Regions from separate parts of the Mus musculus genome. Here regions 2 and 3 are each linked to region 1. The links are chromatin contacts, called in public promoter capture Hi-C maps. All regions are on one chromosome and are shown on one strand. Each heading gives the region's core, a stretch centred on a gene start, on an enhancer-like site or on the middle of the called end of the contact. The rest is flanking DNA. Distances are from core to core; before and after follow the strand shown. Region 1 holds the start of H3f4 (H3.4 histone). Region 2 holds the start of Fam83g (family with sequence similarity 83, member G). Region 3 holds the start of Aldh3a2 (aldehyde dehydrogenase family 3, subfamily A2).

Region 1 (4,065 bases), core at 605-3,104:
AAGATTACAGCAGTGGCTTCCATAGGTGCAGCGCCCAGCTCGGGAACCAACGCGGTGACAGCTGTAGTCTGGCCTTGCCGAGGTTTGGGGGTGCGGGAGTGTGGGAGCGTGAGCACCGGGGTGTAGAGAAGGTTTCCCGCGTCCTCTGATGGGCACCTCGGCCTTGGGTGCTGGAGAAGCGACGCGCTTTGCCCTCTCCGGCTCCGGAGCATGGGCATGCTCGGGGGCGTTTTCTGATTGGTCAGTCCAAAAGCTCTGACTGATCCAATTGGCTGTGTGAGGTGCAAGATGGACAGCTCCTTCCTCCCTGGCTCCCTCAGAATTTCAAGCCCTGTGTGTGTCGCCGATGTCTCACAGGGTCGTACATTCCCAGAGGCAAGAGTTTCGGTTCTTTCTGAACGTGAAGCTATTTTCCCTGTCACTGTATCCATAAGCTGGCACTAGAGAGTGGCGCGGGCCGGGACGTCCCGGTTCCTGGGCACCACCAATGGACGACCCACGTCCTCCGGTTGGCGTAGCGCCTACCCGCGACCGCACACCGCAGGCACGGGCTCGGGATTCCCCGCTTTGGCGTTCACCGGCGTCAGTTTAAACTACACATACACGTTTGGAAGCAAAACACCATGATTGTCAGTGAGTTCTATTTTTTAACCAAATCCGTAAAGATGCACCACAGTTTGATTTCTATCCTTTTCTGGACTCACGTTTTTTGAAATTATGTGGACGACATTTCTCATCCTCTGACGTGATCTAAATAATCATTATTACTATTGTTTGATACCCTGATTGTGACCTTTGGGGGAATCCTTGAATACAGCCCATGTTATCCTTGAAAGCCTTTGCTTCAGAAATCCTTTTTTTTTTTTTTTTCCTAATTTTCTTTCAGATCTAAAGATGTTTTATTTTGTTTGATAAAGCGTCATTTCAGTGTACTCTAAGCCTCAAAATTATTATCCTTCTGATTCAGCTACCGAGTACTGAAGTTATAAGCATGGACTACTGTTCTTTGAGTCATATCTTCTAGTTTTTTTTTTTTTTTAATTAACGTACGTTAACTGTGCTTAGTAATGGGTTTCATTTTGATAACTTCACACACACACACACACACACACACACACACACACACACACACACACCAGCTCTCCCCTTTTTTTCCTCTTCCCTCTGGTCCCTTTCTCTCTATAAATACCACCCCGACCCCATTTTTATGCTTTTTTTTTTTTTTTTTTTTTAATCTAGCTTCCACATGCTAGAGAACCCATGCCATGCTTTTCTTCCTGCCTGGATCCAGCTTACTTAACACTGTGATCTTGAGTTCTTTCCATTGTTCCAGCAAACGACACAATTTCTTTTCGTTTTTCTCTTTATTTTTTTCCATCTCTACCCCTCCCTATTTTTAAAAAATAGTGTTAATACTATGTAGCCCTGGCTAACCTCAAACACACAGATATCCACCATCCTTTGCCTCCCGAGTCCTGGAATTAAGCTTAACTGCTGAGCTACCTCCAGCCCTCGCCCCCAGGGGCGTCCTCAGACCAGGTGGATGTTTTTTTAGTATTCCAGAACTCAGGAAAACTATGCCTCGTTGTTATATAAAGGAAGCATGCAGAAAGGTTCTAGAAGGTTCTTTGTGTCTTGGGAGTCGAGGCAAGATTGTTTTGTTTTTTTATTTAACAACAACAATAAAAGCTCCAAGAAAGCGACTTGAGTTTTTTCCACAGACCCCGCTGCCCTCCTACCGAGCCGCAACTAACAGTTCCAGAGTCCACACCACTCAGAGAGAATATAAGAGGCAGGGTGTAAAGTCAATCCCCCAATGGACCAATCAGAGTGCAGCATCCCATAATGCCACCTGGTGGGCAGCCAATAGGAATGTAGCTGGGTCTATAAAAGCAGTGCTACTCGCCCCCCACATTGTGCACCTGAGGAGCAAGGGAGGCGGACGATTCAGGAAGATGGCACGCACCAAGCAGACGGCACGGAAGTCGACGGGAGGCAAGGCTCCGCGCAAGCAGCTAGCCACGAAGGTGGCCCGCAAGAGCGCCCCGGCCACCGGGGGCGTGAAGAAGCCGCACCGCTACCACCCTGGCACGGTGGCGCTGCGCGAGATCCGGCGCTACCAGAAGTCCACCGAGCTGCTGATTCGCAAGTTGCCATTCCAGCGCTTGGTGCGTGAGATCGCCCAGGACTTCAAGACCGACCTGCGCTTCCAGAGCTCCGCGGTGATGGCGCTGCAGGAGGCCTGCGAGTCGTACCTCGTGGGGCTGTTCGAAGACACGAACCTGTGCGCTATCCACGCCAAGCGGGTGACCATCATGCCCAAAGACATCCAGTTGGCTCGGCGCATCCGCGGAGAACGGGCTTAGGCTCCCACAGGCACCGCTCATGAACCCAACGGCTCTTTTCAGAGCCACCCACAGAGTCAGAAAAAGTGTCTGTAACGTAGACTTAGGTGTCCTGTCTCCTCAGGAGGTGAAGACAAGGTGGCCGGCAATCGAAGTGTCTCCCCAGATCAGTCTAGAGGGCTTAGCAGCTAATCCTTGCCCATTGAGCTATTTGACTTGCAGCTCCGTCCTATTCTAACCTGCCTTCCCTTGATAGGTATAGTGGCCTGAGCCCTTGTACTACAAGATGATGGTTGTGTTGCTGACTGGTTTTACCAAGTGAAGGTAGCTCCTACCGGCAGTAAACGTGCTATGTTTGCATAGTTGATAGTATCCAAACGCATCTGCTCAGTAACCAAGTTACTTATGTTTTGTGTTTTAAGGCTCATAATGCCTGGTATTAAAAAGGCTAGCTATTCCTGTACTTGAAAAGTTGGCCTTTCTCCTGATGGAAAGCCCAGTGAACTGCCTTTGATTAAAGTTAATTTTGCCCATCTGTTAACGGCGGCAGCAAAAGAGTCAGGAAAGTGTTAACTTACATATTTCCAGGGGACACATCCAGAGAATCCTGTCTTAAACGATTCCTGTAGGGTACGAAAGTCTAGCTGTTGTCTTGACTCAACCTGAGTTGTAAGCAATAGGAACCTCTCTTATCAAAAGGATGTTTTGCGCTGGAGTTTAATTCTCTGAGCCTTGGTTTTTCATACTGTCCAGTACTGTATGACTTCTGAGCCATACAAAAAGGGTGGTGTTCAGAGATGACCGGCATGGAGACTAACCGGCTTGATCAGAAATCAAACTGGGAGGAACCCGAGATGGTTAACTGAACTGCATTAGTGGAGGGCTGAGGGGAATAGCCTGAATAAGCCTGTGAGGTTAACACAGAAAACTTTACCTCTCCTTTGTAGTGGAATCACTCATTAATGCCAATGTTAAATACATAAATTACTCCTAGGGTGTGCATATAATATAAGTATGCAACTGAAGAGTTTTGAAGCCCATTATGTCTCCAAGCCCAGGGATGGGGGAGCAGGGGAGGGCAAGGAGGCAGAGGGGAGGTAGAGGGGGGCAGGATGGGGGGGTGGGTGAGTCTAAAGACTGTTTGTGTAGCCTTGGCTGTCCTGGAACTCCCTCTGGCCTCAAATTCAGAGATGAGCCTGCCTCTGCCTCCGCCTCCCGAGTGCTGAAATTAAAGGCAGGGATCACCACCTCCCAACTTTGAGTTGCTAATTTCTAAATTGCCCCCTTTTCATTTTCCTAGCCTCAATCCATGCAAACCCGACCACATTTTCCCTGCATTCCCCACCTGAGTCTCCACCTAATCTCTTTGCCCTATTGATCTATTTATTGGTCCCACAAATATGGTCTAGCGAAGCCATATTTCTGTCACCGCCCCCTTCTCCCTGGCTCCACCCTAAGCAACGAAGCCCCCGCCTCCTCCCTTCGGTGTAGCAGCCTCAGCCCCGCCCCCGCGGCATCTCTGCCAAGCAACCTGCCTGCGTGAGTTGACGCCACAATGGCCCTCTGCCCCAGCTCCTGGTCTTCCCTAGTGCTGTAGCACAAACCCAGCCTTTCCCCCATGCGGCGCACTTGCCCCTGGCACCTGGCGCAGTGCAAGGCTCCTTCCTTGTGAGTAACCACCGTCCAGAGAATTCGCTCGCTCACTCACTGTCTGGGTCGA
Region 2 (4,065 bases), core at 955-3,454, 2.7 Mb after region 1:
TGCTTCAATTCCAGCTTCTGGGTTCTTGCCTTGAGTTCCTACCTTGCCTTTCCTAGAGGAGGGACTGTTACCTGGAAGTATAAGGAAAATAAACCCTTTCATTTTCAAGTTGCTATTGGCCATGGTGTTTCATCACAATAGAAACCCTAACAAGGACAACAAAAGCCATCAGGATTCATAGCACAATAAGACTACTGGAGCATAGAGTGCTTATTTACCATATGAAAGGCTAGGCCTCATCCCTCGAACTGCAAAATAAATAAGTAACCACAATAATATCCTATACAAATATGCAAATGGATAATGAGCATGTGTTGGCCACATGAAAGACATTCACATTGTTGGTGGGGCTAGAAGACAGCCCAGAATTCTAGACCGCACTCTGGAAATTTGCTAATGATGCTGCCATTTCCACGGGATTAGGAGATAGAAAATGGCTGTCAAGGTTGGGGTGGGGACCTGGCTGCTTAGTTCTAATAAGTAAGGGCTCTGCAGTGTCACAATCCTGCTAGCTTTGGTTGGCCTCCAGCCTGCAATTCTGTAATCCTGCCACGCATTCCAAGTCCTGGGATTAGAGGTGTGCATATCTTGATGGTAATGGTTGTTAAACCTATACATAATGACAAGGCTGTATACCCCACTCCCCAGCGCTCACGCGCACGCACACACACACACACACACACACACACACACACACACAAGATCTGATGCAGCTCTGTGGATGGCCCAAAGGATTTTCTGGCCAAGACAGTCATATCAGATGAAACTGGAGAAAATGAATAGCCTCTCCATTCACTCTTTACAGCTTCTTGTGACTTGAGTGGAGCAGATGAGCCTTCCAGCCAGAGGGCCAGGTTCCTTAATGAAGCCGGGAACTCCACAGTGGTAAGAACAAGAGAATAAACTGAGGGTCAGCACATCTTTGTTGAGGGTACAAGACTCACACTCATCACTGCCCCTCTCTGCTCCTTGGGAATGGGAGGTAAGGAGGTGACTCAGGTGCCCGAGGTGGGCAAGAGTGCCAAGCAAGAGCAGGTATGAACCACAGTGTTCACCCAGTGTAAGGCCTGATGAGGACTTTGAGGCTAGAGGTGAAGGGTTTGAGTCTGGGGATCAGTGGTGAGGACTCCAAGGATGCTAACTAGGCTTTGAAGCTTTGAAAGCAGTGAATGCAGGGCAAGGAGGCCTTACTGGAAAATGAACAGTGAGGACATGTCTGGAGGGTACAATGTTGCCATTAGCTTGTCCTCATTAGGTTAAGGCCAGGGTCCACTGGGACTCAAACCAGCTCTATCCTGACCCAGAGATGGTAAGTAGGCTAGAAAGACAGGGCAGTATTGGCCTGGTGTCCTGAAACAAGAAGCTTCAGGAAGGAGCCCTTTGCCAAACTGCACCTGACATCCTGCCCTCAGATAAGGACCTAATGGTCTCCATCACTGGGGAACAGCCAAGAGCTGCGTTTGAGCACAGCTTGGTTCTCTCTACCCTTTTCTGGCGCAGGGTTCAGGCATGTGAGGTGCACCAGGTTCTGCTAGGTGGGATCCCAGCAAGCAGTTGGGCTCAGGACTAATCTGTATCTGGTCTGTGCACATGGAGAGCAAGAGTGTGGAAGCAGTTGGAGCTGGAGCTGGGCCTCGGCCCACGACCCAACCTTCAGTCTACAACTGGACAGCTGAGCATCCCACCCGCAAGACAGAACCGGGCCAGAGATGGACCAGGATCGCCAGCGGGACTGGGGGGCAGAGGAAGACTTCCACGAGGCTTAGAGGCAGCAAATTGTCCAGCCTTGCGCCGTCTGAGGAGATGAATCAGCTTCCGGCTCCGCCCCCGGGGCCGCACGTGACCCCAGGTGAGGGTGGCAGGGTGGGCGGGACCGCCCTTAGTCACCGGCGGTCCAGCCCGGTGCCACCACCAACGCCTGTGGTTCCTCGGGTCGTCCGGTCTGCACGGCGCCACCTGCTTGGTAAGCAAGTCCCTCCTCCGGGTTTGCGAGCCTCACTTGGGCTGGCGTCCCGGCTCTTACTCCGGACTGGGGCGAGGGTCCCCGTCAGCCCCAGCTTATTCCCAGGATTCCGAGAACCTCAGGCGGATCCCAAGACAGAGGCAGAGGACAACCGCGGCCCTGGACGGCTCTGGCTAACCTCGCCACGCCTCGCTCCGCCCACACACTACCCGCCACGCCCCTTCCTTCGCCACGCCCCCGCCCGCCCTCTGACCCCGACCGCGGTCTTTTGCTGATTCCCTCAGGTGCGGTTCTCAGAGGCGCCGAGGCCCCGGAGCCTGAGAGCGCGGTGCCCGTCGGGCCGCGTTCCCACAGCGAGGGCCACCATGGCCTTCTCCCAGGTGCAGTGTCTGGACGACAACCACGTGAACTGGCGATCCAGCGAGTCGAAGCCCGAGTTCTTCTACAGCGAGGAGCAGAGGCTGGCCCTGGAGGCCCTGGTGGCCCGGGGTCGCGACGCCTTCTACGAGGTGCTGAAGCGCGAGAACATCCGCGACTTTCTTTCGGAGCTGGAGCTTTCGCGTATCGTGGAGGCCATCGAGGTGTACGACCCGGGCTCTGAGGACCCGCGGGTCTCGGGCCGCCGCCCCGAACCCCAGGACAACGGAGGCGCGGATGCCAGCGAGGAGACCAGTGCGGCGGGCGGGCCCCCAGCCACGGAGACGCTGCCCTCGCTGGAGTATTGGCCCCAGAAGTCGGACCGCTCCATCCCGCAGCTGGACCTGGGCTGGCCTGACACCATTGCCTACCGAGGTGTGACCCGGGCCAGCGTCTACATGCAGCCACCCATCGACGGGCAGCCGCACATCAAGGAAGTGGTGCGCAAGATGGTCAGCCAGGCGCAGAAGGTGAGGCGCCACGGCGAGACCCCCATTCACCCAGCACGCATGGGCACCGAGACAGCCCCTGGACCTCTGACTGGCCTCTCGGTTGCCTCCTCCGGTGATCAGAAGCTGAATGTCCACTCCCTCTAGCAGGTGGCACTGGGCTTCCAGGCTGAGTGGGCTTCTGTGCCCTCCTGGAGTGTTTCTGAGTTCCCCAAATGCAAACCATGAGCTGTGTGGGAGGAATGCGGCCTTTCTCTCACCCACTCTCCCTTATCTCGTCTCAGACCCAGGAGCAGATAGAAGCTTGCACACATACATGAGCTTGCTGGCAGGGGTCTCGGGAGAGACGTGGAGGCTGGTCTGGAGCCCTGAGGAAATCTGCCTGCTTCCTAGCTGTGCTGTGTGGCTGGTGGTGGTTCTCCAAGCTTTTCTCTGAGTGCTACAGTAGCAGCAGCTGTCCAGGCCAGAGCAGGTGGTACCTATTGAAGGTTTTCACCAGTGGAAGAGGTGAGGGTATTTACTTAGGTTGTGGTTTGCCATCAAGAGGCTCTTCAGGCCTTGTGTGGATTCCCTTAGCTGACAGCCGTTGACTGGGCTGCACAGTGCCCGGCTTTGGGTGACTGCTCCATACTGACACACACACATCTTGAGAAGCTGTGTACAATGCTTGTACAGACAGTCAAACCATAGCTGGGTGGCCATGAATGAGCAGAGGTGTGCCTGATTTGACAGGCAAGGTAGCCCAGCAAGTTGCGATATATCTAGAGCAGGTCTGTCTTCAGGTGGTAGTGAGAGTGTTCCTACCTGGGTCTGACCCCTTCACTGTCCGGGTCCAGAATGAGGCAGTCAGTGTACAAGGCCAGGTGTCTACCCTGGGGACTGATCTGGCTGACAGGGCCTGGGGAGCTCTTGGGCAGAGACCAAAAGTGGGTCAGTAGCTGAGGTGGCTCAGCTTTCCCCCAGAGTCGAGGCTCTGTCCATGGGGCCACTAACTGAGGGTTTCTAGTCTGTAGGTACACTTTGCATCTCTAGCCATTGTGATGGTAGGGTATTGGGTGGCAGGAAGGAGGAAGGACTGAATAATACTCTGGACACCTGAGAATAGTTGGGAGTCTGTTGCCCCTAAAAAGGGCCAGGGGTGACTCCCACTGTGGCAGAGCCCAGTCCCTTGAGAGGAGGGAGAAAGACTGAATGGGGCCCAACCTGCTGTGCCAGTGCTCTTACAGCAGGAAGGAG
Region 3 (4,065 bases), core at 726-3,225, 2.3 Mb after region 1:
AAGCCAATTCAGGAAGATTCCCCAACATAAAATCAATCTCTCCAAGGATGGTAATGACTTCATGACTGTATGCATTGAGTTCACTCTGGAAGAGAAGGTCAGTTACTCTTACACAAACTGTGTAATACTTGGCTTAGGACAGCGGTTCTCACTCTGTGGATTGTGACTCTCACAGGGGTCTCGTATCAGACATTTTACATTATGATTCATAACAACAGCAAAATTACAGTGATGAAGAAGCAATGAAAATAATTTTATGTTTGGAGGTCACCACAACTGTTTGGAGGGTGGCTGCATTAGAAGGTTGAGAACCACTAACTTAGGATGTCACAACGCTCAGACCAAGTATACTTGCAGTGACAACTGGTATTATTAGACACCACCCCCTCCCCCGGTTTGCTATCAGATTTTTTTTTTTATTTCCAAGTTCTCAATAAGGCACACCCTGGATACTCAGGATGATTCTTCCTCTCTAATACATTCAGAGCCTCTAACGTCTTCACTACCGATCCAAGCCTTTTAAAATAGGGTTAAAAATGATCCCTTTCAGCATCACCTCCCGATTAATAACAGCCTCCCGAAGTCACGATGTAGGTACCGTGGCAACTTTGCTTTTGAGCAGCATCTTGATACTTCATCCTTAACGCACTGGTTTATAACCAGAGTCACACCTGCATATGTTCTACTTTGGAGCCAGATTTTAAATTCTGGACTTAATATATTTTCTTCAGGAACGCTATGTATGAACAAACATACACAAACTATCTGATGTTTGAGGAGTGGATGATTCACAGAGTTTTAATATTCACTATCCTATCTTGTTTACTAATTACCACAGCCCCTCTTTACCAGAAGTACTCTGAAGGAAGGTTTCTAGATTCTACTACAACTACTGTTACCACTTTTTGAAGCAGTCTTTGATTGAAAATCTGAAAATAGAGGTCTTACCATGCCTGGAATACAGATAGAAAGTAAAAGGGAGAAATAATATTACTAGAGAGTACAACAGACCATAGTTGTACCTTGAACACTACTTAAAACCTTGGTACTCAAAGCTTGCTTCTAAACAGGCCATATGTTATCACCTGGGCCCTCATTAGAAATCTCAGACACAGTCTCACGAGGACTAAGTCAGGATTTGTATTTTATCAGGTCCCCAGGGTGATTGTCTGTATACTGGAGGTCAATCATGTATATGATTAATGTCACACAAAGTCATATGGGGAATTTCAGTGCTGAAGATTATAGGAAATAAAAAGAACTGTCAACAAAAAGAAACCATTCTTTTAACGTCATGAAATAAAGACAGGGAGTGAAATAGCTGAAACCTACCAAGCAGACAAACTACTGAGATCCAGCCTATCCAGAGTTAACTGCACATTGTAAGGAAAGAGACTATGAACGCAGCAGAAATGGGCAAGGCTATACAGAGCGTTCGCAGACGAGAAATTGCCGGCGCCAAGTAAAGTATGCACTTCAATATGAGTGCAAATACAACAGTTTGGGCTCTAAGCGGGGCTGGAGAGTCCAGAGTCCAGGGTACTCTGCTTCCTCTTAACTGCTGGATAAACAAAACCAAACAACCTGCTACAGAGAAGGAATAAGGTGGCTCATCGGGCCCCTCCCACCCTGTGGAGGCTCACTTTGCTCAGGTCTGCCGCGATGGCTGCTAAGATTTCCTTCTCGCGCTCTTGCACCATCCTCCGCAGGGCCTCAAGCTGCTGCAATCGGAAGCGCAGCGGCCGAGATCGGCCGGACCGGAACGCCTGGCGAAGCCGTAGGACCTGGCGCTCCATGGCCGGGCCTGAGGAGAACGCGGAGCGAGGCAGGTGAGGGAGCACAGTACCAGTAAGGAGCTGCTATGGATGATGCCACAGCTCACTGCCACTTTCCGCTGCTGGGTCCTATCCGCCTACTGGCCTAGACCCGGCCCGGGTGTGGGCCAAACCCCAGCACTTCCCTGCTAACGACAAAGTGCGCACTCATTGGCTGAGCTGCTGCACGTGACTATGAGGCCCCGCCCCTTACCTCTAATCTAGCCGCGGGATTGCGGTCCCCGGGCGCCGGGTGTGTAGGTGCAATTTTTGGCACGCGAAGACGCGGAAGAAGTCCTTCTGGCTTCAGAAAAGAGCCAAGCGTCCTCTAGGAGGAGGAACTGAGGCCCGAGGGTGCTCACCCGGCCGGAAGTAGTCTCCCTTCGCCTGCAGTGCCTCAGATTCAGAGGCAAAGTCGCTGGGCCTGGGTAGGGCGGGCCTGGGTGGGGCGGGCCGGGTGACGCACGCGAAGGAGGTGAATCCAGTGTATACACACACACACACACACACACACACAAGCATTGTCATCGCCCACACTGATTTTCAATCCTCTCTACTGCGTACCATCCAAGGTTTTTTCCCAAATTTCCTCTCCAGGCTAATTAGCAATGGTTGACTTTCGTACCCATCTGGGGCTGCTCAGCGACGGCGGTCACTTTGTGTTGTCCTTCCCATCTTCTGGAAACATTTCCGCTTCCCTTCCTTGGCGTTCCCTAGGTTTTCCATCTCTGGATTTCTCCCTTTTCTGACCCATTAAAGTATTCAAATGTCTGGGACTAAGTTCTCTCCGCGCAGTCACTCATCTAATTCTACCAGTAGAGAGCAGAGAAGGCTCTCACCCAATCTTTCCTTGGACTCCCAAGGACACATTTAAATGCTAATCTCTATTTACACTTATAATGGACTTCTTATAGTTAATTTCATTAGAACTTTTTATTATTCTTCAGCAAACAACTCATACTTCCTACAGTGTTCCCTGTCTCTTTGACTTGATCTTCAAAATATATGTTGAGCCCAATAATGAGTGGTTCAAACCATACTACATATCTACTATATATAGCAATAGCACTCTAATAGGCTGCTTGCTTGATTGGTTGGCGACTATGAATCTGTTACTTCTTAGCTCTGTACTTACCGTTTTACACTCTGTAGTTCAGGAGCCCAGAGTAGGTTCTCCTCCCTCCTTGGCCTCCCAGGAAGTTCTGCCAGAGGAAGAAAGTAAGGAAGGAAGGAAGGACAGACTACCAGGACACTAAAGATTTCTGTTTCCCCATGGACTCAGTAGTGTGGCAGGTGCTGGCATTTCTATCGTGGAAGGAGAGTCAGTATATTCCTGCCTCTAGGAATTTCTTGGACAAGGTGGCTCCTAGTCCTAGAGGATGACAGTCACAGTGTCTCCAAATGGCACAGAAGTGGGCAGTACTGCAATGAGTTTCAGCTGAGATTCATTGGAGCAGTTTCTGATCTTTGAGACCATCCGCCCCACTCCACCCCCATGCTTCCTTCATTATTCCTGAAATCCTTCCTGCATGAAGTAACTGGGTGGGTTTGACTAGTTCCCCTTCAGCGTCACTGATACATTCAGAATGTACGGTGACCTTTATTAGTCAGTCCCTCTCTCAAAACTCTCCAGAGAATAAAATTCAAAGCCCATATAATCCTCTATAAGCCTATAAGTCTTGGCCTCTGGATGTGCCTCTTCTTATAGGATTTGCCCACGTAATGAGTTTTAGCCAGAGTGGCTTCCTTGCTGTTCACTGAACACTTGGGCACATTGCTATCCCAGGGCTTTTTTGGCATTCTGTGTCCTCTGTCTAGAGTGTCCAGCTAACTTCCCCAACTTTGTAGCTTTCACAATGGCCGGTGAGTTGAGGCTTATCTGAGGCGCTTCTTGGTGAAGCAAGACCACCCCACCCTTCACCTCTGCTTTGCCCTTACTGAAGCAAGCCAAAACAAGCTGCACAGCTTTCTCTTTGAAGGTTTCATGGTTGAAGCTGGTGGACTGCAGCTGAGAAAGTGTAAGAGGAGCAGGCTTCTCTGTTACAAAACCAATCAGGACCCTGCACCCTCCAACTCAGAATCACCTGTACTGAGCAAGCCCGCTGCTGAGGGTCAAAATCTAGCACTGTGTGGCAATGTTTAAATTAGCTCAGAGTTCACCTTAGGAGTGTGCTTGGTTATCTTTTCTTATCTGACCTGAGAGTGACCAATTTTAAACTCTTGAGTTAATAAGCATTGTGTGAGTATGAGC

What was found. Promoter capture Hi-C pulls out the DNA fragments that hold promoters and counts their contacts.
Region 2: a promoter capture Hi-C map of liver shows a contact between it and region 1, with 7 times the contacts expected there. The contact joins the promoter of Fam83g here to the promoter of H3f4 in region 1.
Region 3: a contact with region 1 is called in a promoter capture Hi-C map of pre-B cells, with 5 times the contacts expected there. The contact joins the promoter of Aldh3a2 here to the promoter of H3f4 in region 1. A contact is called at or near these places in 2 of 39 promoter capture datasets (liver and pre-B cells).

Annotation. Positions count from the first base shown.
Region 1 is chr11:58,959,857-58,963,921 of GRCm38.p6, forward strand. It overlaps H3f4 (H3.4 histone), which reads left to right and starts at 1,855. Exons shown (of 1, transcript NM_001318003.2): 1 at 1,855-2,417. The coding sequence starts at 1,956. The coding sequence ends at 2,366. Trim17 (tripartite motif-containing 17) reads left to right here and starts at 3,925. Exons shown (of 7, transcript NM_031172.3): 1 at 3,925-4,013.
Region 2 is chr11:61,682,206-61,686,270 of GRCm38.p6, forward strand. Fam83g (family with sequence similarity 83, member G) reads left to right here and starts at 2,205. Exons shown (of 5, transcript NM_178618.3): 1 at 2,205-2,850. The coding sequence starts at 2,329. All of the region lies in intron 9 of Slc5a10 (solute carrier family 5 (sodium/glucose cotransporter), member 10), which reads right to left.
Region 3 is chr11:61,265,211-61,269,275 of GRCm38.p6, forward strand. It overlaps Aldh3a2 (aldehyde dehydrogenase family 3, subfamily A2), which reads right to left and starts at 1,976. Exons shown (of 10, transcript NM_007437.5): 1 at 1,644-1,976; 2 at 1-85. The coding sequence starts at 1,796.